Linked DNA regions of Gossypium hirsutum: region 2 is linked to region 1. A link is a contact called in public Hi-C data. All regions are on one chromosome and are shown on one strand. The core of a region is the stretch at or near the end of the contact, and the rest is flanking DNA. Distances in the headings are between cores, read along the strand shown. Region 1 holds the start of LOC107918600 (protein DETOXIFICATION 19). Region 2 holds the start of LOC107919734.

Evidence for each region. Hi-C and Micro-C count contacts between places; a contact is called where the count stands out from the background.
Region 2: a contact with region 1 is called in a Hi-C map of leaf, with 2.1 times the contacts expected there. The contact joins the promoter of LOC107919734 here to the promoter of LOC107918600 in region 1. A contact is called at or near these places in 4 of 34 Hi-C or Micro-C datasets (all in leaf).

Annotation. Positions count from the first base shown.
Region 1 is chrD13:52,093,871-52,100,036 of Gossypium_hirsutum_v2.1, forward strand. LOC107918600 (protein DETOXIFICATION 19) reads right to left here and starts at 3,668. Exons shown (of 7, transcript XM_016848196.2): 1 at 3,220-3,668; 2 at 857-1,401; 3 at 667-753; 4 at 523-579; 5 at 194-432; 6 at 1-117. The coding sequence starts at 3,504.
Region 2 is chrD13:52,256,095-52,262,401 of Gossypium_hirsutum_v2.1, forward strand. It overlaps LOC107919734, which reads left to right and starts at 2,196. Exons shown (of 1, transcript XM_016849119.2): 1 at 2,196-3,007. The coding sequence starts at 2,292. The coding sequence ends at 2,939. It also overlaps the pseudogene LOC107919258.

The DNA.
Region 1 (6,166 bases), core at 2,418-4,917:
TAGCATACAGCTTAAACTTGAAACCAGCAATAGCTGCAATCGGCATGCCAACAACATAATAAGATGCCAAGTTAACAACTACAACCATGTGCTGCCAACCAAGACCTCTTGCCACCCCTTCCAACATTAAAAGAAAAGGCATTCATGTTATGAACTTAGAAATCTATAAAGAAGGATTGGATGGTTTTCAAACCTGATAAGACACTTTGAAATGAATCAACTGCTATGGAGATTGCAAGAAATGGGGTCATAGTAGCAAAGTCTTCAATGATTGAAGGACTGTCACTGAAGAAACCAGCCCAAGTATCATGACCAAACACTAAAGCAAGGATAACTATAAGAGCAAGGAGGACCACAAGTTGGAGTGTCACAGCCATGGCTTTCTTAGCTTTCTCTGGTTTTTCAGCTCCCAATTCATTTGACACTCTTGTGCTGGTTTAAAAACAGGGTTTCAATGTCTCAATATCAATGGCTTCAGAAATCAATTAAATCAAAAAAGAAGCAAATATTATGCAAACTGACCTTGCTGCAGCACTAAGGCCATAAGTAAAATTGAAAGCAATGGCTTCAGTGTTTACACTGGTAAATTGCAGCAGAAAGAATCAACCATTTGAAAACTAAAATAAAGTGAAAAAAGAAGGAAAGAAATAGAAATAAATATCCTACCACATTGCTACCAGTGAAGTAGTTATTTCTGAATTTGGCATCAATCCTGCTAGCAAGACAAGAATTTCAAAAGCCCAATACTCCAAACTGGCAAAAAATATACAAGGAAGAAAGGGGTTAATAAGATAATGTTGTCATGGCTGTCATAATATATGTTACTATAAAATGATCAAGATTTGGAGGAACTCACCACACCATTGCTGCAGAGGGTAAGGCTAATTTCAAGTCTGGAATGATATAACCAAATGATTCAAAAGAAAACCCTCCCCAAGTGTGCTCAAACTTGTTTGAGAAAGCAACATAGGTTATCAAAAGGAGAAAAGATATCCAAAAAGAGATAGAAACTGCCATTGAAGCTCCCTCGAGACCAAGACTTGACCAATAAACCAAAGTATAAGCAATGCCAAAGTGAAGTACCAGTGGCAGCCCTGAGAACAAGACTAAGGGCATGACAATGCTTTGTGTTTGAAGAAATCTCAGAACATTTTGTATCAAACCAAATGCAAACACAGCTGGGATTTGATACTTGAGGTAAGCATCAGCTTTTTTTGCAATATCAGGCTGTTGATGAAAAAATATTAGTATTGGCTCAGTAAAGAACCATAAAATGGATATAATGATTGAGAAAAGGAAAGAAATGATGCAAGAAGCTTGTAAGTAGATTCCCAGCATGTTATAAGTTTTTGCACCAAATCCTTGACCACAAAGAGTCTCCAGTGCTCCACTTAGTCCCAACTGAAAAACAAACAAACAAACAGAAAGGAAAGGACTGTTCAGATAGCCAACTTTCAATGCACACAACTACAAGGCTTTGACATTACATCAGATACATGGAGATCTCAGAATTATATACACATAAGCAAAAAAAAAAAATCTATGAAAGATCCCTTAAATCATAGATGAAACCTATAATCAAGTAGGTAAAAGATAGCAGAAGGTTGGTAATCTTCTTTGGGGTAAGAAAGGAGACGTTAGTGTTAAAATTGCAAGGGATAATTTGTTTCTTCTACAATTTACAAATGCTGAAGCTAGAGAAAAGGTCCACGGCATTTTCAGAATAAGCAGGTGATACTACGCAAATGGGAGCCTAATCTGAAGTGTTTGGAGTTCTAACTGGAAGTACTTCATCTATTCCTTGATGATAATTGCCGTAAGGAATATTAGAGGGTGTAATAACCCTTTTAAGAGGATGAAAGTAGTCAATAGAATTCATAAACTGAACATTGATGTTGTATTACATTGCTATTTATATAGTTGGCACCAAATAAATTCGCTCTATTAAAAAATTTAATTTTTTTTATTTTACCAGCTAATGATTAGTTGATGTAACAAGTTGATGGCGTTATTCTCTTTAGTTCCATCAACTATATTCATTTACTTATATAATCATTAATTAGAATTTTTAAGTTACTTTTATAAAAAAGCCAAACCTGTCTAAGCCCGGTCCGACTTGACTTGGCCAAGCTTGAATAAGTATTTTTGCATCTCGACCTTGTCCGAATTCAATTTAAATAGTAACAAATTTTAAATTTAAATTTAAATTAAATTATAAAAATATATAAAATATCAATAAACATATATTTTTAATATTTTATTAATTTTTGAATAATTTAACGATTTTTTTGAGTGAACCGACCCAAAAACAGGTCTGGATAGCTTGTATCATTCAACTGATTAGAAGCATATTGGCAAGTCTAAGGCTCTTTATGGATAGCCTGGTCGAAGGATTACATGCTAAAAAATCCATATTTTTGCAAGTTTCACTGAGAAGAAATTCTAGCTAGAGCTGGAGGAAGATTCTAAAACTCGGAAGAAGCTGCATCTGTGTTGGCTAACTTGGGCGTCAGTAACAATAAAATAACTATTTCTGCAATTTGGAATGAAATTAGAGAAAAGGAGAGGAAAGTCAGATGATTTGGTTTCCAGTTCATATACCAAAGCATTCCTTTCTAACTTGAACGGTTGTCCTTCCCACAAAAGATAAAGACTTACTGGAAGGGGGATGAGCATTGAGGGCTATTGTTCGCTATGTCAAGGGAACTAGGAAACAAGAGATCGTCCTTTTGCAAATTGTATGTTTGTTAGTGTCTTACGACCTTAGGAGAAGCTGGGGGATGGAATCAGGAGATTCATTGACTTTGCACAAGACTAAAGGCTAAGCTCTTGTTGTTTATATTTGAAGTTAGCATGGAATTCTTTCATTTACTTGGTCTGGCGAGAAAGAAATAGAAGACAGTTTCAAAGGTTTGAGTATTGGTGAGCAGGATGTTGTAGGTTGAAGGTTTTCTTGGATAAATAAATACTCATCAAAAAAAAAAAAAAGAAGAAGCTATAATCAATGAGACCCAATCTTTTATTTTCTTCTATAACCCTTCCCAACAAATTTCTTCACCTAACAGTCAAGACAACAGTAATCACAAAGCTATAACCCAGTATACCAGTCTATAAATGTGAGGATACAATAAGCTTTTAAAGAGCTTTATTTTCTCCAAATAAGACGGAGTCATGACCTATGGTGTTATAAAGATGGGATAAGAGTAAATATAGAGTTACCATGAAAGCGTAGCCAGTGACATTGGCCCATGAATTGGCAAGTGTAGCACCAGCAAGGTCAAGCTCTCCAAGGTGACCAGCAAACATGACAGAAACCAAAGCAATGGCATAGTAAAAGACATTGGTAAGGATCATGGGCAGTGAAAATAAGATTTGTGTCTTCGCTTCTTCTACATCTAAAACATTCCTCAAACTCAAACACCTTGTTTCTGTACTTTGGTCTTGTCCTTGGGAAGCTTCACTCAAGAGAACTGTAGTATCTAAGCTTGAGTTTGATGGCTCCATAACTCAGATATTCTTGGGATGAACTTTTTTCTTTTTGAAGGATTATTGGGATGTTCTTGTTCGTTATTATTGCTTACCAAATTGGCAAAGAAATTGGAATGACGGATGGGATTCTTTATTGTGGTAGTCTGGTAGATGGAATTTGATTGGTCGTACTCAATGCAAAAACAAATATATGGTTGCAATTTGTTATTTAAATAGAAGGAAAGGAAGAGGGGAGATTAAATCATCCTTAATTAACTTATAGATTAGTGTTAAATCATTGCTATTGCTATTAAACTTATTTAACCCCTACAAAGTCTGTAATTTCATGAACTTAGGTTTCTGCTGTTGATATAAAAATATCTCTTTTCATGCCTTCGAATGCAAACCATAGAACAAGTGTGAAATAACTAGAAATAATCAAAATAAAAACAATTTTTAATGACAATGACTAAAATATAAGTTTTTTCCGTACCAAAAATAAAAACTTGTAGAGTTAAATGAGGAACTATGAAATTTGATCTTTGTTATGAAAGTTGAAATATAGAGATTTTATGGGGACTAATGCAGATATGGATGGATCGGGGCAGGAACACTCAATTGGCAAGTAAAATAGACAGGCTGGAGGGTGGAGCCTCACTTCTCTTAAACGCTGTCAGGCTTTGATCGATGTGCCCCTAAAAGGACGGGAATTTTACAGATTTATCCTTCAAGATATGATTGTGCCCCAGATTTTAAACGTGGTACACATGCTATATCATTAGTTGATTAAATTTGAAACATCAATAAATACATTAAAATTTAAACATTACTAAAAGTATGTAAAATTTATAAAAAATAAAAAAGTAAACTATACCATGGTCGGCCTTTTCTTTTGGAATTGGTCCAAATTTTTTTATTAATTACGAAAATGAATCATTTGCAAAATTATGTATAAAAATCACTACAGGAAAATAGAGTTTTAGCGGCCTTTTTTAAAGTCTTTAGCGGTGCTTTTAAGCGCCATTAAAAGTATTAGTGAAAGCGCCGCAAAAAGTACTGCTATAGACAACGCTGTTAAAAGCCTGTTTTGTTGTAGTCCTATTTGCTACAATAAATTTTGATGTCATCGTTGCCATTGACGGCACGACCTCTAATAAGTACTCAATCATTGGCCAATTTAAAAATAATAATTTCCTTGGGTGTTGCCGCTGCCATTGGCAGTATTAGTAAAAATAACTGTACATGTCATGCTAAAATACTCATATTCTGAGGGAAAAAGAAAAGGAAAATATTAATAGAAAGCATGTTAGATATTTTTTTGGTGTCATTGTTCTCTTTAGCGATATCGGTGCTTTTTTTAAAAAATAATTTTTTAATGGGTGTCGTTAGCCTCTATGATGGCATCAGAGAAATCATAAAAAAGTTGTAATTCATTTTCTAAAATGAAGACTTAGATCTAGAGCAACAAAAAAAAATTGAAACCTTAATGAGGACAAAGAAGGAAAAAAATGGTATATATATCTAGATAAAAACAGAAGCTCCAATAGTGAGAAAAATGAGAAAGAAAATTGAAAAACTTTTGAGAAAAATAAAAAATTATGGGGGAGATTGAAGAAAAGTTGAAATAATAAACAAAAGTTTTCCAATTTTCTTTCTCATCTTTCTCATTATTGGAGCTTCTCTTTTTAGCCAGGTATATATCATTTTCTCTTCTTTGCTGCACCAATTTTTTTTGCTGCACCAGATCCAGGTCTTCATTTTAGAGAACGGATAGCAATTTTTTTTTTAAAATTTCCCTGATGCCGCTATAGAGGCTAGCAATACCTATTAAAAAAATCAATTAAAAAAACACATTTGTGCAGCAAAAGAGAATGATGACACCTATTAAAAATACTATTTTTAATAAAAACACCAATGCCGCTAATGTAAACGGTGACACTTGTTAAAATATATTTTTTTTCTTTTTCCCTCATAATACGAGTATTTAGCATGACGTGTATTTTTACTGGTGCCACCAATGGCAACGGTAACACTCAAGGAAATTATTATTTTTTAAATTGACCAATGATTTTACAAGTGGGTCATTTTTATAATTAATACAAAATTTTGGGCCAATTAAAAAAAAGCCCCTATGGTCACTCTAAAATAATGTTTGTCTTATTTTGGTCACTTGTATTTTTTTTATTAATTTAGTCATTCTAAATAAGATAATTATATGAATTAGTCATTACCGTTAAAATTTTCATATTCTTTTAACAAATTGCTGATGTGGCACATAAGTAAATTGAATGGTTGGTATGTGATATTTTTCATTGACTTTTGACTAAAGTTTGTGGACCTCTCTATAATTAGTCTAAAACTTTTCCCTTCTAAACTTCATAGAAAGATACTAAACTTTAGTCAAAAGTAAAAAAAAATGCAACATGTTAGTCACTCAATGGGCTAATATACCACGCCAGCAATCTGTTAAAAGAAAATAGAAATTTTTACGGCAGTGACTAATTTGTACAATTATTTTATTTAGAGTGACTAAATTGAGAAAAAAATAGAGTGAACAAAATAGAATAAACCTTATTTTAGAGTGACCATAAGTGTAGTTTACCTAAATAAAAAAAAAACATAAAATTGATTTTTTTATGTTTTTTTATAAAATTTTATAAAAATAAAAAAAATAAAAAAAAATATTAATATTTTTTAT
Region 2 (6,307 bases), core at 946-3,445, 160 kb after region 1:
TAATAGGGGCTAAAAGAAAATTTTAAATATGTAATTCTGATTCTAGAAATGAGGTTATATTCTGATTCATTGATAAAAATGTCATTTTGAATTTGATAGTCGAATATTATGTTGATTCTGTTTATGAAAGGTCATTCTAAGTATAATAGGTGACGATAATCCTGTTGATATGATATTTTGATATTATTAACATTTTGATGTAACGTATTAGTTATATGTTACTATCTTAATATTTTTATATTTGAACTCAATTTATGTTAGTACTACTGAGTATTCAATGCTCAGCGTATGGTTTTGTTTGTTTCCATGCACAGACCTGTCTTCGGTTTTGGTGTGCTCGTGATCTTGTTAGCATCTAAGCCATTAGTTGTAATGTTTTCCTATGCTAAATTATAAGTGGCATGTACCTAAGTCATTAGAAGTATCTTGAAGTTATTAAGTCATTTTGATTTGTAAATACGTTAATGATGCAAGCCTTGGTGATTGGTTGAGTGATTTTGGATTTTACTTATCTTTTGGTATATATATGGATTTGATGGAGTAATTTTCATTGAATGGCTAGTTGTGCCTAAGTTTAATTAGGTTAGTTGTGTTGGAATAAATAATAGGCTTAATGACAAAATTTGTCACTAATGTTTGCATATTTTGTCAAAATGGTCTTAATTGTATTTTTAAACTTTTTTGGGCCATCAATCTTTGTTCTTTTTTTGTCAAAATTATACAAGTTAAGTATGTGTATTAGATTGGTAATTATATATATATACACCACATTTATGTTATGCTCGTAGAAATCGATCGATTGTCGGATTGATCGTATTACCTGTTTCTAATCCAATTGATTTATTTTTTTTCAAATCAATATCTTAATCAATTTCCGATTTAATATTATCTAAATCCACTGAACGTATTTAAACCAACTCCTTTAATCGAAATTGACGGAGTTTTGGCTCTTGATGCTGCTATTATGTCTTTTATATGGTTTAAACTTGGGCTTTCTACCTGAGAAATAGCCCATTACATAAATAACTCAGTAGCTGAGCCCACACTCTTGTAAAATAATGGACCTACCATTTTAAGAGATTCAACAGAAGGATAAAATATTGAAAAAGATTTGAGAAATTAATGACTTGCTTGTGGGGTGGGGGCTCACTGCCTGTGGTCCCAAAGACATTATGAACTCAAATGGGCCCAAAACTTCATCCAAACTAGCTCCTTTGTCCAAACTCCAAAGTGTTTGATGACCCTTTGCTTCCAAAATAAATTTGAAATTCGACCCCTAAAGACTAAACCACTACCTTCCTTATACCAAGGTTTGCTTTGTTGATCTACTATCATACCCATGGTCTTAGAGAGGAGCCTAAACAAAACAATAGGTTGGTACTTGGTACTTATATTAGCATTTAAGTAGTCAAATGTCTCTCCTATCTATGCTCCAAAAAGCTCTCTCTTTTTGCTTTACATGAAAGAGTATTTTTGGGAGATTGTGACAACTTATTGGATACATATAAAATTTAAAGAGCAATGACGTTAAATTTTATCAAACTAAATATTATAAGGTTTTGGGGCTAGAATGTTATGTTTCCTCGGAATATTATATATATATATTATTTCAATAGATGGTATTTAGTTATTTCTATGACTTATATTTCATAAAGAAAAGAAATTCACTTAATTTGAAGATGTCTTAATTTTTTATAAAAATGTTTTACTCGTATTTTTAATTTTAAGTTTAAATTTATACTAATTATTATTTATTTTATGCCTAATTAATGTAATATGTATGTAATAAATAAACACTTTTCTCGTGCCATTTCACTAATAACTAAATGGCACATTAAAATTAACCAAGTACAATTTATAATTAAAATAGGGAATTCAAATTATTGATGGTGAGAGATGAATAAACCTACCTACTTTGGAATGATTTAAGTCATGAAATTTGGGAATATCCCACACACTACCCAAGATTATTACAACACCAAGGTCTCCATGTGCATGGTTAAGCTTGAGTTGGCAAAATAACTTGATGATTTACACCACCAAAAACTCATCCCAATCACCCAACAAGGGGACCATATCTTTCCAAGCTGTCCCCTATAACCTCAAACACATGGTTCTCGCACATCCGATCATTTTAAACACGAAATAATCATATAAACATGTAAAAATCTATATAATACTGATTATAATTATCTCAACTTCCTTCCTTAATATAAATACTAGTACACAAGCTTACTTATATCAACATTCCAAACTCCCACACAAAAGATACAGTGTAATCAAAATCTCCCATGGAAAATCGGAGGAAAAGGTCAAGCTCTGGTGATCAAGATTCCGATTTCGAATTTGGGTGCTATACCCGCCCGGATTCACCCTCTTTAGATCCATATAAAACCTCACCAGCCGATCATCTTTTCTTCAATGGCCGACTCTTGCCACACGCCTTTCCTTTACAGCTTTCTCCAACAACAACAACAACAATGGGTTCAGCCGATAATGGTTCTCGACCTACAAGCCGAACAAGCAGCATCAACAGCAAGCATTCATTGATGTCTTCGAGAAGCAACAGTAGCAACAGCAGAAGCAGTACTTGCAGCAGTGCAAGAACAAGCTCGAGTGACAGTTCGGAGAGGAGATTATTGTACCATAGCAGAATCCGAGGATGTGAAAACAAAGCAAGCAAGCTTGTAAGTGGTCAGTTGTATGGGGATCCCCACAGATGGCAGTATATAACAGCAGTGCCTGTTCTGAAACGTGAGGTTTCCAGGAGGAAACATGCTGAAGCTAAGAAACAAGGTGATCATCAACAAAATTGTGTTTCTAGAGGAAGATCAAGGGGTTGCCTGAGATTTTTCAGGTTATTTTTGTTGGCCTGTAGGGAATGTCATGCCTTGGAACCTTCCAGGAAACAAAGATGTGGGGCAAGGAAATTTGACTAGTGTTGATCGATTTTTCATGATTAATTAATCCATGTAGATTATTCAACCTTTTTTTCCCTGAATATATTCTTGTTTGAGTTTGTGTTGATTTTGTCCTTTCAACGTCATTTGTTTGGAATTTTGGCACAAAATTTCTTGTAAACTGAAAATATAAAATCAGAAAAAAAAAAACATTCAAGATATTTATATCATTTCCATGATTTTGGTATTATTATATTATTGAATTTTCAATACAAATATGTGTTCGATTTAATTTTTCATATTTTTATAAAAATATTCAATATTTGATATACCATACTCCATTAAATATTTTGATTTGGTTTGTGAAAATTTCAATAGTTTATATATAGTTAACAAAGGCCCATTTGGATCATGGCCTTGCTGACCCTTGTTTTGCCCTTAACAGGTTGCCCGTTTAACGTTTATCTTATAAAACTCCTTCCAAACGGCGCGTTTTAAGTCTTCGCGAAATTAAAATTTTCCCGGAAAAAAATAAAATAAAAAAACCTCGAGAAAAACTCCATATTAACAAACAAAACTTTTACTTTTCTTATTCCTCGATTTTCTTTCAAAGCTCTGAAAAATCCACGCTATCGAAACAACGAAAGAGAAAGATCTGCAAAAACCCAAAAGGTAAAATAAAAGGAAAACATTTTTCGAACAAAAAGAAAGAATATTATGAAATTGAAAAAAAAAAGAAACATGTTTTTGTTGGGATATTGTAGTTTCAGTATTAAAGGATATTGAAATTTGTAATTGGTCGCTGTTAAATTTGGTTTTAAGAATTCTTGTTTGTTTTTTTTAGCATATCAATTTTAGCTTATCCATTCTTTCGCGTAACAGAAGTGGAATTCTTTTTTTCTTTTTTTTTTCTTTTGGTGTCTCTTTATATGTTCTTTGCTTTCAGTGTGAGAGCTTATACATCTGCTTTTATTTAGGTTTTTAGATCTTGAAATGTGGGAATCTTTTAGGATATGTTTTTGCATTTTGTTATTTGTAGGTGTTAGTTTTTATTTGAGAATATTAATGGTTTTGGTTTTATATTTCTGTTTCAGGGATTGGGTTTTTGATGATGGTTTTGGCTATTTAGAAGTAGGCGTTGAATTGTAATTGAAGAATGGGTGGAATGTGAATGTTTTGAGGGGTTGATTTTGGGGTGGCTTTGATCTTTGGTGTCCAAGGAGTTTGTACGTAGAAATGGCTGATATAGAAGGTTTACAACCAGCAGCGGGGTCTAGATTTAGTCAGGTGGAGTTGATTGGCAGGGGAGCCTTTGGTGACGTCTATAAAGTGTAAGCCTGTTATTTTGATTTATTTCCCAATCACATTGCTTGAGTTTATTTGCATTGTTTATTTACATTTTGTTATAAGAAAAGAACTTAAATCTAATGTGAGTGTTACTTGTGATTGAATATTTATGTTTCACATTGTAGAAATCTTTTTCCGGTGTTTAATTTAGAGTTGCTTCATGTTTGTGGGATTAGATTATTGATAATAATGCTTTATTGAATTGAAATCTTATCGTGTCTTAAGTAGAAAATATACCATTTACCTAAAACTTGAACTAGTGTGTATATATATATGGAGAAAAATATCTTCCTAACGGATGGGGAAAAAGGAGCTTAAAGGGCTGTTGGGTGTCGATTGACTAAGCAATAAATTGGCAACACCTAATAACCTTATTAGCATTATAATTACTTTGTTTTGTTATGTTTGTTGTTAGCTTCTTTGATTTTGCTAAGTTTTGACCATTAGGATTATCTTGAGATAGGCACATTATTTGGTATGTGCTAATAATAGAATTGGCTTAAAAAATGACTGTTGCAAAAAGATGTGGTTGTTTAAATCATGAGCCATGGTTAATGAAAATGAGATGGATAACTGATGCTTTTCTTGATTTGCAGGTTTGATAAGGAATTGAAAAAAGAAGTTGCTATCAAAGTTATTGATTTAGAGGACTCTTAAGTTGGTAACTTTGTTAAATTGTATTAGGTTTGTTCCTATTTCAACAGTCAAAAGGCTGGTGCTTGCTCTGAGCAAGAAAGTCTTGTCTCTTGTTTAGTGTTTATTTTTTTATGTTAGACCTAGCGATTCTGAATACGAGACAGTACACAGCACTAGCATGACACTTGAACATAACTAATTCATGATAAAAAAAAATGACATGACACCAAAAAAAAAAACATTATCCAACACGAATACACAAATGTGTTAAACTACATACAACATGAATTACTAAAGTATCCAATTTTATATAAATATATAATATCTTAAACATGCATGTGACACGTAAAATTACAGCTGCACGACAAGAATACATGAATTGCCAGCTCGCTATTAAGTATTAAACCCACTCTTTTTTCTTCCTCCTCCCATCTTCCTTTCAGTCTATGTCTACATGTTGGGTCTTCTGGTGGCAATCTCTTTTTGCATGACAAATAAATTAATTGCATCACTTGTTTGTGCATGCTCAGCAAAGTAAATTTATCTTCCTTTATCAGTATCATCCTTAAGAGCATCATAATTCATCAACTTGCATGGAAGTTACAGAAGCCTTTACTTATTAGTAAGTAGATGGGGCATATAACAACTTCCTTCTTTCACTCGGTGTTTATTTTTAGTTTGGTTTTGGTTTTGGTTTTGGTTTTTTAGCTGTTTCTTATGGTTGCCTTTGTTTTGTATTCTGCAGTGAGGATGACATTGAGGACATCCAGAATGTATTGCCTTACTTTCCTGGGAGCTAGTATCCTAAGTTTTCAACGAGTAGGTTACTAGGTTTTTCATATGTTTTGTTTTTGTTCCAGGAAATTTCTGTTTTGTCACAATGCCGCTGTCAATACATCACAGAGTATTATGGTTCCTATCTTCACCAAACTAAACTGTGGTTGATAATGGAATACATGGCTGGTGGTTCAGTCGCTGACCTAGTAGGTCACTTCTACTTCCTTCTGCATGTTTGTTGCATGATGCTTGGCTGAAGATTAACAAATTTTGCTTCCCTATTAACATGAACTCTTTTGTGTTTTCTTGGTTTCACACTGTTTCTGATCAAGATATTTGAAATTTTGAAAATGACCATAACAATGATCATTGCACATATACCATTATTAGGAAGAAACAGATTAGGAAGTCTTGATTTAGACTATGCCTTAATCAAATAAGGAGTGGGTTTAAATACTTCTCTCTGTATTACTAGATGAAGAACTTGGTTCCTAGCTCTTTCTTTTTCACTTTTCTAACAATATTTTCCATGTAGTTTGAATTCCATTGATCTTGAACTCCATTTCTTTTGTTTTCTTCCTTTTTCCCTCTTTTCTTTTTGTAAAATATGAACCCCGTGATATTTCTGCCATCTTTCCTGTAGTAGT